Regions from separate parts of the Mus musculus genome. Here all the other regions are linked to region 2. A link is a contact called in public Hi-C and promoter capture Hi-C data. All regions are on one chromosome and are shown on one strand. Each heading gives the region's core, a stretch centred on a gene start, on an enhancer-like site or on the middle of the called end of the contact. The rest is flanking DNA. Distances are from core to core; before and after follow the strand shown.

What was found. Promoter capture Hi-C pulls out the DNA fragments that hold promoters and counts their contacts. Hi-C and Micro-C count contacts between places; a contact is called where the count stands out from the background.
Region 1: a contact with region 2 is called in a Hi-C map of hematopoietic stem and progenitor cells, with 2.1 times the contacts expected there. The contact joins the enhancer-like site here to the promoter of Ankrd12 in region 2. A contact is called at or near these places in 8 of 39 promoter capture datasets (the C10 cell line, the HPC-7 cell line, cranial neural crest and 4 more) and 3 of 484 Hi-C or Micro-C datasets (the N1E-115 cell line, double positive thymocytes and hematopoietic stem and progenitor cells).
Region 3: a promoter capture Hi-C map of pre-B cells shows a contact between it and region 2. The contact joins the enhancer-like site here to the promoter of Ankrd12 in region 2. A contact is called at or near these places in 6 of 39 promoter capture datasets (the C10 cell line, the HPC-7 cell line, cranial neural crest and 2 more), 1 of 484 Hi-C or Micro-C datasets (hematopoietic stem and progenitor cells) and 1 of 115 datasets of contacts at active chromatin or transcription factors (bone marrow-derived macrophages).
Region 4: a promoter capture Hi-C map of neural stem cells shows a contact between it and region 2. The contact joins the enhancer-like site here to the promoter of Ankrd12 in region 2. A contact is called at or near these places in 4 of 39 promoter capture datasets (the C10 cell line, embryonic stem cells and neural stem cells), 2 of 484 Hi-C or Micro-C datasets (both in embryonic stem cells), 3 of 115 datasets of contacts at active chromatin or transcription factors (all in embryonic stem cells) and 2 of 9 other capture datasets (embryonic stem cells and embryonic tail).

The regions. Positions count from the first base shown.
Region 1 is chr17:65,721,839-65,726,044 of GRCm38.p6, forward strand. It overlaps Rab31 (RAB31, member RAS oncogene family), which reads right to left. Exons shown (of 7, transcript NM_133685.2): 2 at 170-249. Among named protein-coding and RNA genes, the nearest start is that of Rab31, 49 kb to the right of the region's middle. Within about 2 kb of position 2,628, at least 152 of the 459 cell types and tissues checked have an H3K27ac peak or open chromatin away from gene starts, as enhancers often do. A contact at or near this core is called in the HPC-7 cell line, the N1E-115 cell line, double positive thymocytes and 4 more, where this site is marked.
Region 2 is chr17:66,075,568-66,079,573 of GRCm38.p6, forward strand. Ankrd12 (ankyrin repeat domain 12) reads right to left here and starts at 1,479. Exons shown (of 13, transcript NM_001025572.1): 1 at 1,317-1,479. It overlaps Ndufv2 (NADH:ubiquinone oxidoreductase core subunit V2), which reads right to left. Exons shown (of 8, transcript NM_028388.3): 8 at 3,228-4,006. The coding sequence ends at 3,927.
Region 3 is chr17:65,699,841-65,704,362 of GRCm38.p6, forward strand. The region is part of intron 3 of Rab31 (RAB31, member RAS oncogene family); the gene reads right to left. Among named protein-coding and RNA genes, the nearest start is that of Gm35477, 60 kb to the left of the region's middle. Within about 2 kb of position 2,406, at least 155 of the 459 cell types and tissues checked have an H3K27ac peak or open chromatin away from gene starts, as enhancers often do.
Region 4 is chr17:66,477,284-66,481,283 of GRCm38.p6, forward strand. No RefSeq gene overlaps it. Among named protein-coding and RNA genes, the nearest start is that of Gm41608, 27 kb to the right of the region's middle. RefSeq lists an enhancer at 1,113-4,000. Within about 2 kb of position 2,223, at least 124 of the 459 cell types and tissues checked have an H3K27ac peak or open chromatin away from gene starts, as enhancers often do. A contact at or near this core is called in embryonic stem cells, embryonic tail and neural stem cells, where this site is marked.

The DNA.
Region 1 (4,206 bases), core at 1,378-3,877, 350 kb before region 2:
TTCATAGTCAAGAAACAGTCTTGTCCTTCAAGAGAAGGTTGGCAAGAAACGAAAATCACAAGAAGAGTAGCCCTAAATTTCTGGAGTTAGGATCAGTTCTCATTGGTGGGGTTGGACATCTTTGCCTTAAGAAGAAGGGATATCAAAAAAAGAAAAATGCTGTACTTACCCAATAGTGGGGCTGATGTTGTGGTCAAAGTGATCCTGGACAAAACGACACACAATGCTGGATTTCCCAACCCCCGTGTCCTAGAAGAGAATGAAGGTACAAGCATGAAAATCCACCACCTCTGACTTCCTATGAACATGCAACAAAAGGCCATGATGATAGAACTGCAGGAGAGGAAGTCTTCTATCCCCTACTAGAATGTTTTATGATGCACACCTTTCATAGAAAGAAAATAAATATGGTCAAAGCAAGTTTGGAAACATATCTCATGTGCATATACCTCTGCCTTCAGGGAACACTCTGCAAGACCTCTAAATTTCTACATCCCCAATATCTGTTATAATTTAACAGCTGGATCTTAACCTCAGGTTTCGCTGAATTCTATAAAGATCTCATCTCAAGTCTTCTTGGCTAAACGATTCTTTACAGCTGGTCAAAAGAGGGATCCCTTATACAGTGGAGATCAAACACAGACACGTGTCTCTACTACTTCCTTTATAAACCCTTACAAAGTGGTTTTGGGAATAGCAGGCACAAACCCACAAGGTCAAAGAGAGAAATCACATACAGATGATAGCAACAGTGTCTGGAGAGACGAATTGTGCCTGAGAAAGGGCCCAAAACGGAGCCGGCAGCAAGTCAATCCATGCCTGAGACTCACAAATCAGCATAAGGCACACGGAGGAAGAAAGAAACAATGTAAGCCTAGGCAGAAATAGCTGGAGCCCCCTCTGGGCAGGTGGGTGGGGAACCCACAGGCAGAGATACCCAATTAAATTGCATTGTGTGCTCAAGCTAAAAACCCCAGAGCTTTTGGCCAACGATGGACTGACCCTTTGAAACTATGAGACAAAATAAACCACTCCTGCTTTGTCCCAGGGAGGTTTCCATAGAAACAAAAAGCTGAGTGACCCAGATACTTAAGAGTTGTGTATGGTTCTCCTATGTGACTTTATTTATTTATCTATTTATTATGAGAGTATCCCTAGCGCAAGCTAGCCTCAAGCTTCCTATGGATTAGGATAATCTCGAACTGATCATACCTCCACATCTCAAGTGCCAGGACTGCAGTGATGTACCACCAAGCCTGGCTTACATATCACTAGGGATCAAACCCAGAGAGAGAGCTTCATGCACTTCACCCACTCTACTACCAACTGAGTTACATTCCCAACCCCTAAAGGTGTGATTAAAAACAAAAACAAAAAAACAAAAACAAAGTTTTAGGCTGACAAGATGGCTCAGTAGTTAAGAATGCTTGCTGCTCTTGCAGAAGACCCAGGTTCAGTTCCAAGCACCACAACGCAACAGCCCACAAACATCTGTGATCCCAGTTCCACTGGACATCTGGGACTTAATATCCTCTTCTGGTCTCTACAGGCAATTGCGTAAACATGATGCACGGAAAATACATTTGGACAAAATATCCATACAATTTTTTTTTGAAAGATTCTAATCAAGTGGCTGAGAAACTGGCTTAGAAAACGGGTACATGAAGAATGATGGATGAACTGAGTTCAATCCCCAGGACACTCTTGATAGAAGAGAACTCCCCCAAGTTGCCCTCTGACAGATGATCATCTTGCTTCTCTAGCTCACCAAAAAAGCTGGCGTTTCACTTGAGCCATCTGCAGAAGGCAAGGACTGGAGTTAATAATCGTAAAACAGCTTAGCGCTTTCACCATGAAGGGTATTTCAAGGGCTGGCCTTCAGGCCGGCTCTGCTCAGCTGATCTGTGGAATGGACTTAGGGTGGAGCTCTCCGCCACGCCCCCATGCATGCGCCCCAGGTGAGCATGTCAATTGAGAGGATGTAACATCTGTCATGGCTGGTGCATGGCAGGGGCGGAGCCACCACAACACCCTGAGAGCCCGGCAGAGAGTCCAAAGAATAAAGAAGTACAAGGAAGTACATAGTTCTCCAGCCAAGAGAACTAAGGGCAGCTCTCTCCAAGCAGCACTTTTGGGGTAAAGAATAGGGATGATCCTGGGTGTGACCTAAAAACATGTGAGGGAGGAGAGCCAGGTGGAGCATCTGCTTCAGAGCCCTGCGTGCTGGGGTTGGACGTGGGTGGGCACCTCTGAGTGTTCAGACCCTCCCTACTGTGTCTGGGAACCCTGCAGGCCAGGAAAGGTAGCCTACCACCTCCCTCTAATGGAGTTTGCAAACCAGGGAGGTAGCTGATAACCGATACCGGTGGGGTCCAGCCTACGGTCAGTACAGAGAAAGCAGGGTTTCGGAGATGCTTATGGCTAGAGCGAGCGAAGAATGAAGAAACAGATGGAAGATGCCTGAGAAAGGACTCTTAAACCACGGACCATGATGTAAAGTAGAAGAACGGGGCGTGGGTCCAGCCAGGGTGAGGCTGCCACTCGGCCCGCCCAGCAACTTCTAGGACACAGTTGCTTCCTGGAGGAACCCTTGCAGCACAGGGCGTTTCCGGTGCCTTCCTGGGCAGGGCAGAGCAGGGCAGAGCGGGGCAGAGCAGCTGTGTAGTTTCCATTCCCCTGAGGGTGGCATGGTTGAAGGAAGGGCTTAAAGCAGCTGAGGAGGGACAAATGAGCTGTCACTGGTGGGGGTGGTGAGGACCCGGGCCAGAAAAGTGCAGGCCAAAGGCAGTGGTGGCAGTGAATGGAGTCTTTAATTTTTTTTTAATTAATTAATTTTCTCTCCTTCTTCTCCTCCTCCTCCTCCTCCTCCTCCTCCTCCCCTCCTCCTCCTCCTCCTCCTCCTCCTCCTCCCCTCCTCCTCCCCTCTCTTCTCCTCCCCTTCCTCCCCTCCTCCCTCACATGTTTTTAGGTAACACCTGGGCTCGTCCAACTCCGTACCCTAAAACTATGAGCCAATTAGAAAATGCTCGTAGTTTGCTGGCCTTTAATTCCAGCACGGGGGAGGGGAGGCACGGGGAAGGGGCAGGGGGCACAGATACAAGCAGATCTCTGTGAGTTCAAGGTGAGATGCCAAATCTCTCAAGTTCAGACTTCATTTAGAGAACCTGACCTAAATTTGAACAAGTTGCTACTCCACAACAACAACAAAAAAATTAGCCTAGCTCTAGTCTCTAGGCTAATCCCCAACAAAACCAGCGTTTCCAGGCTATACCCTCAACAAGACCAGTGTCTCCAGGTTATTCCCCCAACAGACCTGCACCCCAGGTCACAAGCCCACACCTTGCCTAAAGACCACCAATGCAGAGGGGAGCAAAAGTTAAGGGTTTTTTTGGTTTGGTTTTTTTTTTGGTTTTGGTTTTTTGGTGTTTTGGAGACAAGGTTTCTCTCTGTAGCCCTGGCTGTCCTGGAACTCACTCTGTAGACCAGGCTGGCCTTGAACTCAGAAATTCACCTGCCTCTGCCTCCCAAGTGCTGGGATTAAAGACATGCGCCACCATGCCCGACCCCACAAGTTAAGTTTATGATATGACTCACAGCACCAGCCAATTATGTTAAAGGCCACGGTAGCTCTCCAATTAGATGCTTGCCTTGCCCTAATAGACGTTTCAGGCTTCCCCACCACCAAAACTGTCTTGCGTGACCTTGGGGTGGGGGTGGGGGGGCGAGCTAGCTCAAACAGAATAAAGACCCTGCTGTGAGTTGCCTCAGCTTGGCTCCTGTGTTCGCTGGCACAACAAAGGTTTGGTATACAATGCAATTCCTGGACAGCCAGGGCTGTTACAATGAGAAACCCTGCTTCAAAACGAGGACACAGAAACAAAACCATCAAACAAAAAGTAAAAAAAAAAAAAAAAAAAGAAAGAAAAAGAAAAAAAGAAAAAAAAGAAAGAAAGAAAAAGAAAGAAACAAGGAAAAGAAAAAGAAAAAATAAACAGAAAGAGAAAAAGAAAAGAAATGTCCACAGTTCTTCTGGCCTGAGACGCCTTCCTTGAACTCTCTGGCTGGGCTCTCAGGGTGGTGTCTCCACCCCTGCCACACACCAGTGATGAACAATGCTACTTCCTGTCCACTGTTACTCTCACCTGGGGAGGACACACTGAGGGAGGGGGGGACCTCTGCTCTACCTCATTCCCCCTAAATCAGCCC
Region 2 (4,006 bases), core at 229-2,728:
AAGTTGTCATCTGCCCTCCACATTCACCATGTAAACAAAATATATTAAAATATTAAATGTCAAACTGAAACGTTTTAAAGGGAACTACAACAATGTCTTCATTGTCACATTGGTGATTCTAATTTTTGCTTTTAAACCATTTGGCATCAAGAGAGCACATTTTGGCAGTTCTGAGTTAATCTCCAGGAAAGCCTTTGTGTAACGCTTTAAGAAAATGAAAAAAAGATCAGTAAGCAAGATTTTTAAAGGCCTACTTGGGCATATGTTTTTAATGAACAGATGACTTACTGGGATAGTTCATCTTTCTTTATAATTGACTCAGGCCATTTTAAAATAAGAAGAAACACATGGCTGAGAATGCAGGTTCGTCTCAACCACAGAATTAACGATAATCCCTGAGCGTCACTGATCGCCGGATTTGCAACATACTTCGCCCCAGTTCAAGGGGTGTCCAGCGGAAATTACAGTCCCTACAACCACACTGCTTCAAATGTTTCCGACGTACTCAACTAGTGCAATACTGTTCATTTCCATCCTCAACTATTCTCGCTGTAATTATTAAAACAGCTGTCAGCTGGGCTTCGGTGACCTCTTTGTACAGCGTTTTTATTCAACGCCGTGGATCCTGAAGGATGCGTCATCTCCATCTTACTCTCCAAAAACCAGATCTAAGATTCCAATACGCTCTAAGGGTCTCTGAACATCATTCCAATCGGAACTGGCACAAACTAGACCTGATCGCTCAACGCGGCAAGGGCAGGTCGCACTGGCATTTAGGACAGAACTGGCTCCGGCGAGCCGCAGCTCTTTCGCTTTCACGCACCTCTCCCGGGACCATCGCGCCTCCTACGCCCCGGCCCGCACCGAGTCTCCGACAACCGCGCACGCAGCGCCGCTGGCACCGGGAGCGCGCGGCGGCACGGCGCGCCCCCGCGATGCCGTCCGTCCCGGTGCGCTGGCGGCGCCCTCCCGGCCGCGCCATGTTCCGGTAAGCGGCGGCCAAGGCGCTCGCGCTAGCCGCCGCCCGAGCGTCGCCCAGCGGCGGCCCCACCTGCGCCGCGACCCGTCAGGATGCCGGGCGGGGCGGCCACCAACGGCCTGTCACGGTCCGGCCGGCCGCGCCGCGGGCTGGGCTGGGCCGAGTGGCGCGTAGCACACGGCTGGGCGCGGCTGGCAGAGGCGCAACCCCCCTACCTGGCTCCGGGGAGGAGACGGGGCACCGGGCTGAGGGTCTCCTCCCTGGTACCCGGGACAGACTCGAAACCGCGCCCTCCTTCCTCCCCTCTGGTCGCCACGCCCCCCTGGCCCGCACAGACCCGAGGCTCAGCGGGCGCAGAAGGGTTCACCCCCTGAACGAGGACCTCCGGGTGGCCGCCGCTGCCGGTGTCTCCGTCGCCGCTGCAACAGCCCCTGATGCCGCCGGGGCCAGGCTTAAAAACATCTCCGGTCTTGGTCGGTCTCTCACCACAGCCTCCTTGCTCCTGGACAGCGTTCTCCGCGATTGGCTGCGGCGCGAGCACGTGACCCGGGCGGACACGTGACTCCTGCAGGCACGGGACGGGCGGCGTGACCGCCGTGCCCCGCCCCCGACGCGCCCGTCCCTGGGCTCCCCGGAGGAGCGGAGCGCGCGGCGGCGGGTGGCGTTCTTGGGGAGCGAAGCGGAGCGGGTGGAGGGGGCCGGAAGTCCTGGAGCCGCGTGGGAGTCGGAGCAGCCCTCGAGCCGTCGGCCGGGGAGCTCCTCACGCGCAGTCACCACCACCGGAGATGTGCAAAAGGCGGCATGGGTGCTGGCGCCCGGCGGAGGAAACGCACATATTTTTGCAGGGTTTGAGTTGGGACGGCAAAACCAGCCGGAAACCGGGAGGGTTTTGTTAGCGGTGGTCGTGCGGGCGGGAGGGCACCGCAGCACTGTGGGGCAGGTCCGGGTTGCGTGACTGAGCCGCTTCGTGCGGCGCGGGCCGAGGGATGTCCCAGCCAGACGCACTCTGTTCCCAAAGCACGGCTCTAAGCACTGCTTGCAAAGAACGCATCGGTAAGCTCAGTTCTAGCCATGCGATCCTGTGACCTTTCTGAGCAGAAATTTCACCAAATTTGTTCCTGTGGTACTAAGTCTCATAGGGCGTGTGAGGAAATTTTACCATCGCAGCAGCTTGTCCTCAGACTTCCTTCTGAATACTTTAATCTACAGCGGTTAGCCTGCAACCGTTGTGCTTTAACCACCCTAAGAAGTTACATACTCCACAGGAAACCATCTTCTCCCTCTTCGTTAACTGTGGCCTCCTTCAGTATCCGTTAGTATCTTAATGATTTTAAGACAGTCCTATCAATAATAAGCTGTAAATTCTGATGTGAGTTTTGGGCTTGACAGGGACATAAACCTTCATTAAAAAAAAAAATCAGGATAGATTGTCTTCCATTGTTCTCAGCTATAAAAAACTTTCAGTATGAACAGTCTTCTAGAGAAATCTGTGTATGTGTGAACTGGGGACTGAAGCTCTGCCCTTGCTCATGCCAACCAAGTACCCAACAGTGGTGTATAGTGAGAGCTATATTTCTGGTGAAAACTTAACTTTAAAGACCTACCTTAGACCCTAAATCATAAGCACTCACAACCAGTTAGTCTTTTTATATAGGCAGAGCTGGAGAGATGGCTCTGGGGTTAAAAGCACTGTTTGAAGACCTAGATTCAGTTGTTCCCAACACCCACAAGACCACTCAAAACCTTATGTAACTTCAGTTCCTGGGTGTCCACTGCTCTCTTCTGGATTTGGTGCACACCACGAGCACAGGCAAAACACTAATCCACATAATATAAATCAAATCTAGCTTAAAAAAAAAAAAAGACAGTCTCATTAATTAGTTCTGTCTGGTGTGGACTTCCATACATAGAACCGGCTGACTTCAAACTCTCAAGAGATCACCTGCCTCTGCCTCCTGAGTGCCTACCTCTATAATGAGGTCCCTGTAGGGTCACTGACTTTGATAAATCCTGAAGCAATCTGATTATTCCAGGAATGAAAACTATTTCTATTCTGCATTTTCAGAAGCACGGCACTATTACCTCCTTTCTTGAGTTGAAGGTAATGTTTTATTCATACAAACACATTGTCCAGCCTACCAACTCCACCAGTTAGTTCTTAGGTGCTTCCAGTGTTAAAAATATAGCCAAAGATGGCCAAACCATGCCTCAAACGACAAAAACAAAAACATAGCTAAAGTTCAAGTATGGTGGGTTTGAATATCTTTACTAAATCTCTGAGTTCTAGTCCAGTCTGATCTACAAAGTGAGATCCTGTATCAAAATAAATAAATATAGCTAAAGAAATATCAAATTATTTTAACTTTTCTTTTTATAAATAATGCTTTTACCACAATCCCAGAACTTGAGAGGCAGAAGCAAAACTACCCAAAGTTGAAGGCCAGCCTGGTAAACATACAAGCAGGGCTACAGAATGAGATAGCAAACATAAATGGAATACTTTGAGAAAATTCTCTTACCGGTAGTACTGATAGGGAGGTCTTACCAGTCAGAAACTTCAGTAACAACTATATGCTCTTAAATGTTAAAACGCTTAAAGGGAACATTGACATAAAGCTTATAAAAAATTTAACAATTTGGCTGTGTCTAAAGATACAAAGGAAAAATGTATTTTAAGTTTTGCAAAACTTTTACTTCACTGATAAAAATGACATGGCTCTATGAATGGGCAACACTAAAATAATTCTTAACTTGATTCTGTTATAATGATAGGTCTTCACAGGTAGACCGAGATAGTGGTCCTGTTGTTTTGACATAATATTTAGCAGCTGCAAGTTACTAGATTACTGCCAGGATGTACAGGTGGGAATAAGCAAACCGAATAAAGCTTATGTAGGGAAGTTCATATTTTATTTGTCCAGTGACATTTTTTACAGTTGAATACAAGTTAAAGGCCTGCTTGCACACCAAAGCCAGGTCCTTTGGGTGGTTCAGTCAAAGAAGTAAGGCCTCCAGCTGGCTCACAAC
Region 3 (4,522 bases), core at 1,156-3,655, 370 kb before region 2:
TAAGAAATGGGGTGAGGGAGAGTCTGTCACACTCTTCTGCCCACAAACACCATACCGGGTCTCACAGCACAAGACACCACGAAGGCCTCTTCACACTCAGAGACTTCCCCGTGGTCTGCCCTGACTGCTACGCTCAGAGGAGTCACCTTCAGCCCATCCTTGGCTATGCTCTCCTCCTGCATCACGACCAGTCAGGGTTTTGGTTCATGAGAGAAGAAAGAAATGACTGTAAACACCAGGCTTTGCTAAAGGTAGAGGGTGAACACAAAGCTGCCTTTCGGCCAACCAGGTGAGTTTCCCCCCAACTCTTTGTTTTCAAAACAGCCTCTGCTAAAGCATGAGCACCTACCCTGCTTCCCAGAAGTCAGACACATGGCAGAGATTTCCCTTCGGGCTCTGACGCCAAAGCTGCCTCTTGAAGAACCAATAGCATGTGGGTCTCATGAATTATTGAAAACCCTCAGCCTGCAATGCATTATGCTTGCTTCCATTCCCCACAAAGGAATCACTCTGAAATAAATCTGTTGGTGAAGCCACTTAAAGGACTTTATTGCTGGAGACGTAGGGGTTTTAATAAATTAAAAGTTAATGTCTCAGTTCTGAAACTCAATAATGCATTGACCAAAGGGTAACATTTGTGAAGGACAAAGAGATAAATCATTTCTAGCTTACAATATATATCCGTTTATTCCACACAGCGAGAACAGAAGTGCACACACTCAGCCACAGACTGGTGTACATGATACAATTTACCTTCCAAGAGGTCAAAATTAATATCGACAGGAAGATCACAGAAGATTCTTCCAGAATAAAGGTCACAATTACAGGTCGTTAGTAAAAGCTTTCTCTCTCTCTCTCTCTCTCTCTCTCTCTCTCTCTCTCTCTCTTTCTTTTTGGTTTTTCAGGGTTTCTCTGCATAGCCCTGGCTGTCCTGGAACTCACTTTGTAGACCAGGCTGGCCTCTAACTCAGAAATCCGCCATAAAGGCGTGCACCTCCACCGCCCGGCTGTAAAAGCTTTCTTATTAAAACCTCCTTTGAAAGGCTATTTAGAAATCAACACTTCAGATACCAATTCCAATCCTTCACAGACTACTCAAAAATATATATACTTTAAATTTCAGTATTGAGATAGTGCCCAGGTACCATTTAAGAGCAGCACAGAAAATTCTGGAAAGCCAATCTTCAAAGAGATGGTTATCTATGTTCTTTGGACATGTGACTAGTTTTGGGTTTTTTTGTTTGTTTGTTTGTGTTCTTTATTTTATTTATATGAGTACACTGTAGCTGTCTTCAGACACGTCAGAAGAGGGCATTACGGATAGTTGTGAGCCACCATGTGGGTGCTGGGAATTAAAGTGGGGACCTTTGGAAGAACAGTAGGTGCTCTTAACTGAACCATCTCTCCAGCCCCTAGTTTTGTTTTGTTTTTTAAGATTTCATTTTTATTTTTAGTGTGTGTGTGTATGTGTGTGTGTGTGTCTATGTCCAAATCCCCTTGGATCTGGACCTACAGAGGTGGTGGTGAGCTGCCCAACATGGGTGCTGGGAACCAAATTCCGGTCCTCTGGAAGAGCAACGTCCACTTTTAACAACTTCCCAGCTGTCTCCCCAGCCTTAACTACTTGGCGTTTTAAGGTTGTCTACATCGTAAGAAAGGAATGCCCTTCAGCATGCTGGGCTACTCAGCTTTGGCGGGTGAATGTTGCAGCGGTCAGCTTCTTGTCACGCTAACAAAGTATCTGAGGTAATAAACTGAGAGAAAGGAGCTATTTTATCTGAGAGTTAGGGGTTCTAGCCTAGGATCAATTGCTCAGATTTAGCGTGTAGTTAAGGTCACAGAACAAGAGAAAGAAGTTGCCAGGATTCCACATTCCATATGGGCATTTTTGAGTGCCTATTGACTGTTCTCTCTCTCTCTCTCTCTCTCTCTCTCTCTTTCTCACACACACACACACACACACGCATACACGCACACACACACCCCTCTCTCTCCTCCCTTCATCCTCCCTCTTTTCCATCCCCCTGCTTCCTTCCTCCCTCCCTCTTTCCCCCTTTCTCGAATACAGTGAAAGTATTATGCCAGGAAATTCTCCAAACAAGCTTCTTTAATCACATGCGATGACTTCATAAATTTCACAGTAGCAAAACTGCAGGTCAGGAATGAGCCGTAGAGGAAAAGACATGAAGTTTCCAAACAAATATGTCTCCAGCTGGGCTCTGCTCCCCAGATGAAGAGTTAGCCCTGCCAGACATTCTGGCTTCAGGTTCCGGATCTTGGAGACGGATCTTGGAAGACGGATCCTGCAGAGTGAGTTTTCAGAGAATGATCTATCCCTGGAGAGTCAGAGGCAGCCGGGGACAAAGCTAGTCTGTGGCCAGTTTGCAGATAGGCCTCAGGTGCCAGCTCCCAATTAGAAGCTCCAGCCCTGCCCAGGAATGCAGAGCAGCCACAGTCAAGGCCAGGGAGAGTCAAGGGCAGAAGCCAAAAGGCCCCAAAGCCCCGGAGAACTGTAACAAAGGCGAGTGATGGAAGAAAATTCTTGCCATTCCCAGCGTGCTCAGCTGGCAGAAGCTGAATGGAAAAACAGTAATGAAGGATCGCTCTGTCCCAGTTTCACACAGACCTTCTCTCTTCCCTGAAAAGAGAGCCTAGTTAATATGCCTGCCCCAACATCCTGACACCTGACAGAATGGAGGGGGAACAGAGAGAGTGCCTGGAGACAATGGAGGGAACTGTTCACAATGGTTAGCACCAAAGAAGGGCACCGTCATCCCAAGGACTGGTGGTTTTAATATTTCTGAGTTAATAGAAACTGGTTTTTTTTTTAAATGATACATAACCTATGCAATAACAAGAAACGTCTTTCTTAATAGTTTCCTTTTTAATAAATATGTCATTAAATCCAAAAGTGCTTCTTCAGATGTGGGGGCTCTAATCCTAGCATTCAGGAGGCAGAGGCAGGCAGATCTCTGAGAGTGTGAGGCTAGCCTTGTCTACATAGTGGGTTGCAGGATAGCATGTCTACCTGTACCAAAGAGTGCACCAAAGACCTCGGAAGACGGTGTCGATTCCCTGGAACTGGAGTTATAAACAATGGTGAGCTGCCAAAGAGGTGCTGGGAGCCAAACCCAGATCCTCTGGAAGAGCAGCCAGTGCTCTAATCTGCTGAGCCGTCTATAGTGCCAAGACGAGTGTTTTTATAAGACAGTGTAGGTGGTATCGCTCAGTGGTAGAGTGCTTGTTCTTAGCAGCCTCAGGGGGCCCCAGGTTCAGTTCTCAGATATAATAATAATGATGATGATGATAATCATAATAAATAACGAGGAGGAAGAAGAGAAGGAGAAGGAAGATGAAGAAGAGAAGGAGGAGGAGAAGGAGAAGAAGGTACAAAGAACTAGAATCTTCCATGAGCTGGGATATCATACACGGATAAACATGTGTTCTGTTGAAGGGGTGCATGCTTCGTAAGGTCATGAGCCTCAATTTAGCCTAGGAATTTCCTAAAAGTCCAAAATGATACCTCGTGATAATAGTTGCCTCAAACCCGTTTTTGCTAAAAAGGCTGATTCCACACTTGAGCCCACAAGGACTGGGTGAAAGGCCTGACACTCTGCCTTTGTTTTGTATCTGCCTCCTTTACTTTGGGTCAAACTCACACTTGACTCGGTAGTGTTGAAGCAAAACAAAAACCAGGGCTCTCATCTTAAAGGGAATGAGAGTTTCTTCTGCAGCCAGGTTGAGTGACCACAGGCTGAGGACCACAGATTTCGATCACTCCAAATCCCACTTGCAATTTGGAAGCAGTTTTGTTTAGTTTTTTTTTTTTTTTTAATAATTTTACAGAACAAAGTCATAAATCAAGACAAGTTTAAAATATGTTGGCGGGTACATCAGAGAGTCAGGCAAGAGATAAGAGAAGCTTCTATCTATAGACCCAAGACATTATATGAGCTTTGGGGCTGGCAGAAGCTAGTTGTCTGTTAAGTGGCTAGGTTCCAAGAGGTTATTAGTCACAGGGTGTTTGCTCTGACACAGAGTTGGTCAGGGAATAGCTATTCTGAGGTTTGAACTAGTCGAAAATAAGGCAAGCAGTGTCTGGACTTGCTACATTCCAACCTCCCCATAGAACAGCTGGAACCCTCATCAGGCCATCAGTCTCGGCAGACACAGCATCTTTTCAGGAGGATTTGTTCACAGGAGACATCAGGCATCCTCATCACTAAGGACTAGATAGTCTTGATGACCTGACCGGGACACCACATCCATCTTCAAGGCTAACAGCGCCAAGACAACACTGTTCTGACCTTGCAGTAGCCTTGGTTCCGACAAGAGTCAAGCACAGCAGGCCAGATCAGGCCCAAACAGGACGACTGCTCAGGGCTTGCTGTTGTGCTCTGTAGTTCAGGTCACCTTGGAGAGACCAGGTAGAGAGAGCTCTTCAAAGACGGTGGTAAATACTCCTAAGCGTCCTGCAGGACTGGAGCTGAGCCAAAGAGGCCACCTCGGCAGGGGGCTGCTT
Region 4 (4,000 bases), core at 973-3,472, 400 kb after region 2:
GGTGTGATCCACTGTGTGGGCACTGAACCTGGTTCCTCTGGAAAACCCAGCTAGTGCTCTTAACCACTGAGCCATCTTTCCAGCCCAGAGGTCCCTTTTGTTTGTTTGCTTGAGACAGGGTGTCAGGCATATCAGACTGGCTTTGAACATGGTGTATAGCAGGGGCATGGCCTTGTACTTCTAATTCTTCTGCTTTATTCTGGCGTGGCACTGTTCCCCATTTCCAGCTTGTAGCTGTTTTGGGTTAATTTCCTACTGCTGTGACAAAACACCATGACCAGAAGAAAGAATAAAAAAAGCTGTGTGGTGGTAGCACATGCCTTTAATGCCAACAGGAGGTGTGTGTGTGTGTGTGTGTGTGTGTGTGTGTGTGTCTGTCTGTCTGTCTGTCTGTCTGTCTGTCTGTCTGAGTTTGAGACCAGCCTGGTCTCATACATGTCCTGAATCAAGTCCCAAGACAGGCAGTGCTACACAGAGAAACTCTACCCTGAAAAAAAACCCAGAGTTAGCCGGGCGTGGTGGCGCACACCTTTAATCCCAGCACTCGGGAGGCAGAGGCAGGCGGATTTCTGAGTTTGAGGCCAGCCTGGTCTACACAGTGAGTTCCAGGATAGCCAGGGCTATACAGAGAAACCCTGTCTCTAAGAAAACAAAAACAAAAACAAAAACACAGAGTTGCCTTTCTTGCAGAAGCAATGCTCCAGAGTCCTGTTCACACCATGGGATGCTTGGTGGCCATTTCAAGGTGAAATGGCTTACCTCCTGAATTTGGAATTTTTTTTCAAATTTCCTTTCCCATTTTATAAAGAGAAAATAGCTACTTACAGGAGGAAAATGAAGGGTTAAAATATTTTATAATGAAGTATTTTCTCAATCAAATAAAATGGGGTCAACTACCAACTTGAATGTTTCACATCTTATCTTACGTTGCTTGAGAGACTTGTACCACTCCCATTTCTCATTTATAAGTGCAAAAACCTCACTCTTTTCTCCACATTATTCAAGCTGAGAAGTCTATCACTACTAGCACTTGCCACATTTACAAACGTAAACCACCCAAAGATGAAGATCAATTTAGCTGATGAAAACTTAGAGCAGGATACTTTGGCTCACACAGAACCAGTGTGTGCACGGTAATCTTTTTCCTACGGTGGATTACAGAGGCCACATGTCATCATCTATCTGCAGACTAGAAATAGACTGTTTCATTGCATTCTACCCAGAGAGCGGGTGTCGCTGGCAGGCCCTCAAAGTAGCTAAGAGTGAGTCTAGCTCTTGCAGAAGACCTAAGGGAGGACCCTAGCCCATCACATGAGGTGACTCCCAATCACTTATGACTCCAGTGTCAGGACATCTGCCACCCTCCGGTCTGCACAGGCACCTTCATGAAATGGTACACATAAAATTCACACAGATGCATGCACATACACGTTAGTAAAAATACATAAATCTTTTAAAACATGACTGTGTTTAAAAAAAAAAATCGTGTGATACATACATGCCCATGCACAATTATTGTTTGTCAATTAAAAGAAGAGACGGGTATGGTGGTATGCGTGTATGCCTGTCTGTTTGAGTATGTCTGTGTATGTGAGTACAGGTGCCAATCAGAGGCCAGAAGGGTCAGATCCTTTGGAGATGGAGTTATATCGGTGGTTGTGAGCTGCCTGACATGGGTGCTGGGGACTGAGTCAGGCTCTCTGTAGGGCAATCGCTTCCCTTAACCGCCGTGCCCTTTCCAGCCTCTAGTGATTATCAATGAAAGCCCTTTGGAGACCAGCAGGCTCTGGAAAAAGCTTTCCCTGATATCCCTTAACCTGCCTCAATATTGGACCATCAAAAAAGGAAAACCATTGCATTCGTCTCCTTTCTGAGGCTTGGCGGAACTGACGCCCAGCCGGCTCTGTTCCAAGCTGTCCTCTGGACTCATTCTCTCCTCCTCCGTATCGCTTGTACCCCCCTGTCCCCTCTAAAACAGTGTATAGAGACCTCAGGCCTCAGCGCTCCTGGTACCACCGACCTCCTTCCCTCACAAAGACAAGAGGGCAGGGAAGCGTGGATCAGCTCTCCAAACCACACTCCTAGAGGACAGGTGACAGAGGGAGAGCATGACAGACAGTGGAGAAAGGAGGAAAGCAAGACTAGCGTGCCTCAGCCCACGCATGCTCCGAGGAGCTGTGCTCGCCCGCTTAGGCAGCCTCAGCGCACGCATGCTCCGAGGAGCTGTACGAACCCACCAGGCTGCATGTAGGTTGTGGGCCAAGACTGTATGAGAGTCTCTGAAGGGAGTTTCCATTCTGCTGGTTAGAAGCCATGGATCCTAGATAAGTCACTTTCCCTCTATCTTGGAGTCCCTGGTTCAGACATCAGGTGACCAAAATCCGCTTGTTTCGCAAGCTCCTTTGAGAATAAATTCATCCAAAACGGGGAGTTGTGACAGAAGCCTGTAAATTCAGCACTTGGAAGCGGGGGTGGGGGGTTAGGAGGGTGGGGGAAGATAGGCCGTTCAAGGTCATCCTTAACCAAGAAGTGGGGGAAGAAACAGAAAGGAAGACAGAATAGGCAGCTATTGATATGGAAATCCAGTACGGCACACAGCACCCTTTGCCACAGCCTCCACCTCCGACCCTGCGCTTTGCATACAGCTGGAGCCTTCCCTCTGAAGTCACTGAGCCTACGGGTGTCTAGAGGGACAAAGAAAGGCGCGGCTGTTGCGGGAGCTGTAGAATAAAGGTTTAGCCCGGACCCCTATTGTCCTGCCTTCTTACTCTTGTTTTCACATTTCAATTAGCAAAGCTGAACTGGGAGGCCAACTCTTTGTTTTCGTCGTAGCCTAACTCAAATTCAACGCTAACCTGAAGAATCTGTGGTACGGCGATAAAAATAAAGTGGTCAAATCGGAGGTTGTCAGTCACAAACCAAAAGGGCCTACGCAAAGTCATAATCCTAAGGAGGGCATTTTAGGATGACTTTCAAAACAAAGTTAGCCTCTTTTTTGGGAGGGGGTTGTGTGTGTGTCTGGGCGGGTTCTTCTCGGCTTAAACAGGCTCCTCCTGGGCAGAAGTTACTGTGGCTTGGAGAGCCCAGTATTGCCTATCTGATGGGTCCCAGGGCCTCCCCGCCCTGGTTCAACGTGATCCGATTAGCTGGCAGTCTCCGGAGGTCAGGAGCCCAGCTGCAAGTGCAAATTGGTCTTGGGAAAGGGTGTGGCTTCCAGTCTCTGCTAGTCTCCCCCACATCAGCAGGGCTGCTTTCCTTGGTAAAATTCAGGAGGACTGGAGGAGGAGAGAATTTTTATCGAGTCCTTAGCATTGAGGCGACCCTGTGCACTGGTACAGGCTGACCTCCCCTCATCAGCGCAGATGGCCTGCAGCCAGTGTGACCAGCCCCCAGCCTCCCGTTCCCTCATAGATTGCTCAGTGCCACTGATCCACCCGCGACTGTCGCTGTTTATGATTTAATTTATACTAATAGGTTAAAGCGTAGCTGTGACATTTGTCATTTTGTATGGGAGCAACATGCTTCTGTAAGGCAATTAACGCTAAATGCTCACTACAGTACGGTAGTGACGCTTGTCTGTGTGAATTGTTATTGAAGTACGCCAAGGCAGATTTCCCAAACAGTAAGCGTACACTGCCGATTTAAATTGATCCTTGTACCCACAAAGTCACATTACTGCACACGGAATTTCCTTTCTTGCTTGCTTCCCTCCTTGGCAGACACAATTGATCACCAGTCACCATCCATTCAGACACTCATTTACACCTTCAGGACACACCTGCCATCAGGCCCATCCCCAAGTGTCTTAGGAGTAATTACATCACACACCAACCGCCAGGCTGAGAGGCAGGGGAATCTCATGAATGTGAACAGAATGTGTTTATAAAAAGATAAAGGGGGGGGGGGCAGTATGTTTTATGGAGGTGTAGTCAGGTATGGGGAAAGGAGGTGCCTTGGCGGCCCATGCTGAGGCATCCCTTCCCCCTGAGGGACCAGCACA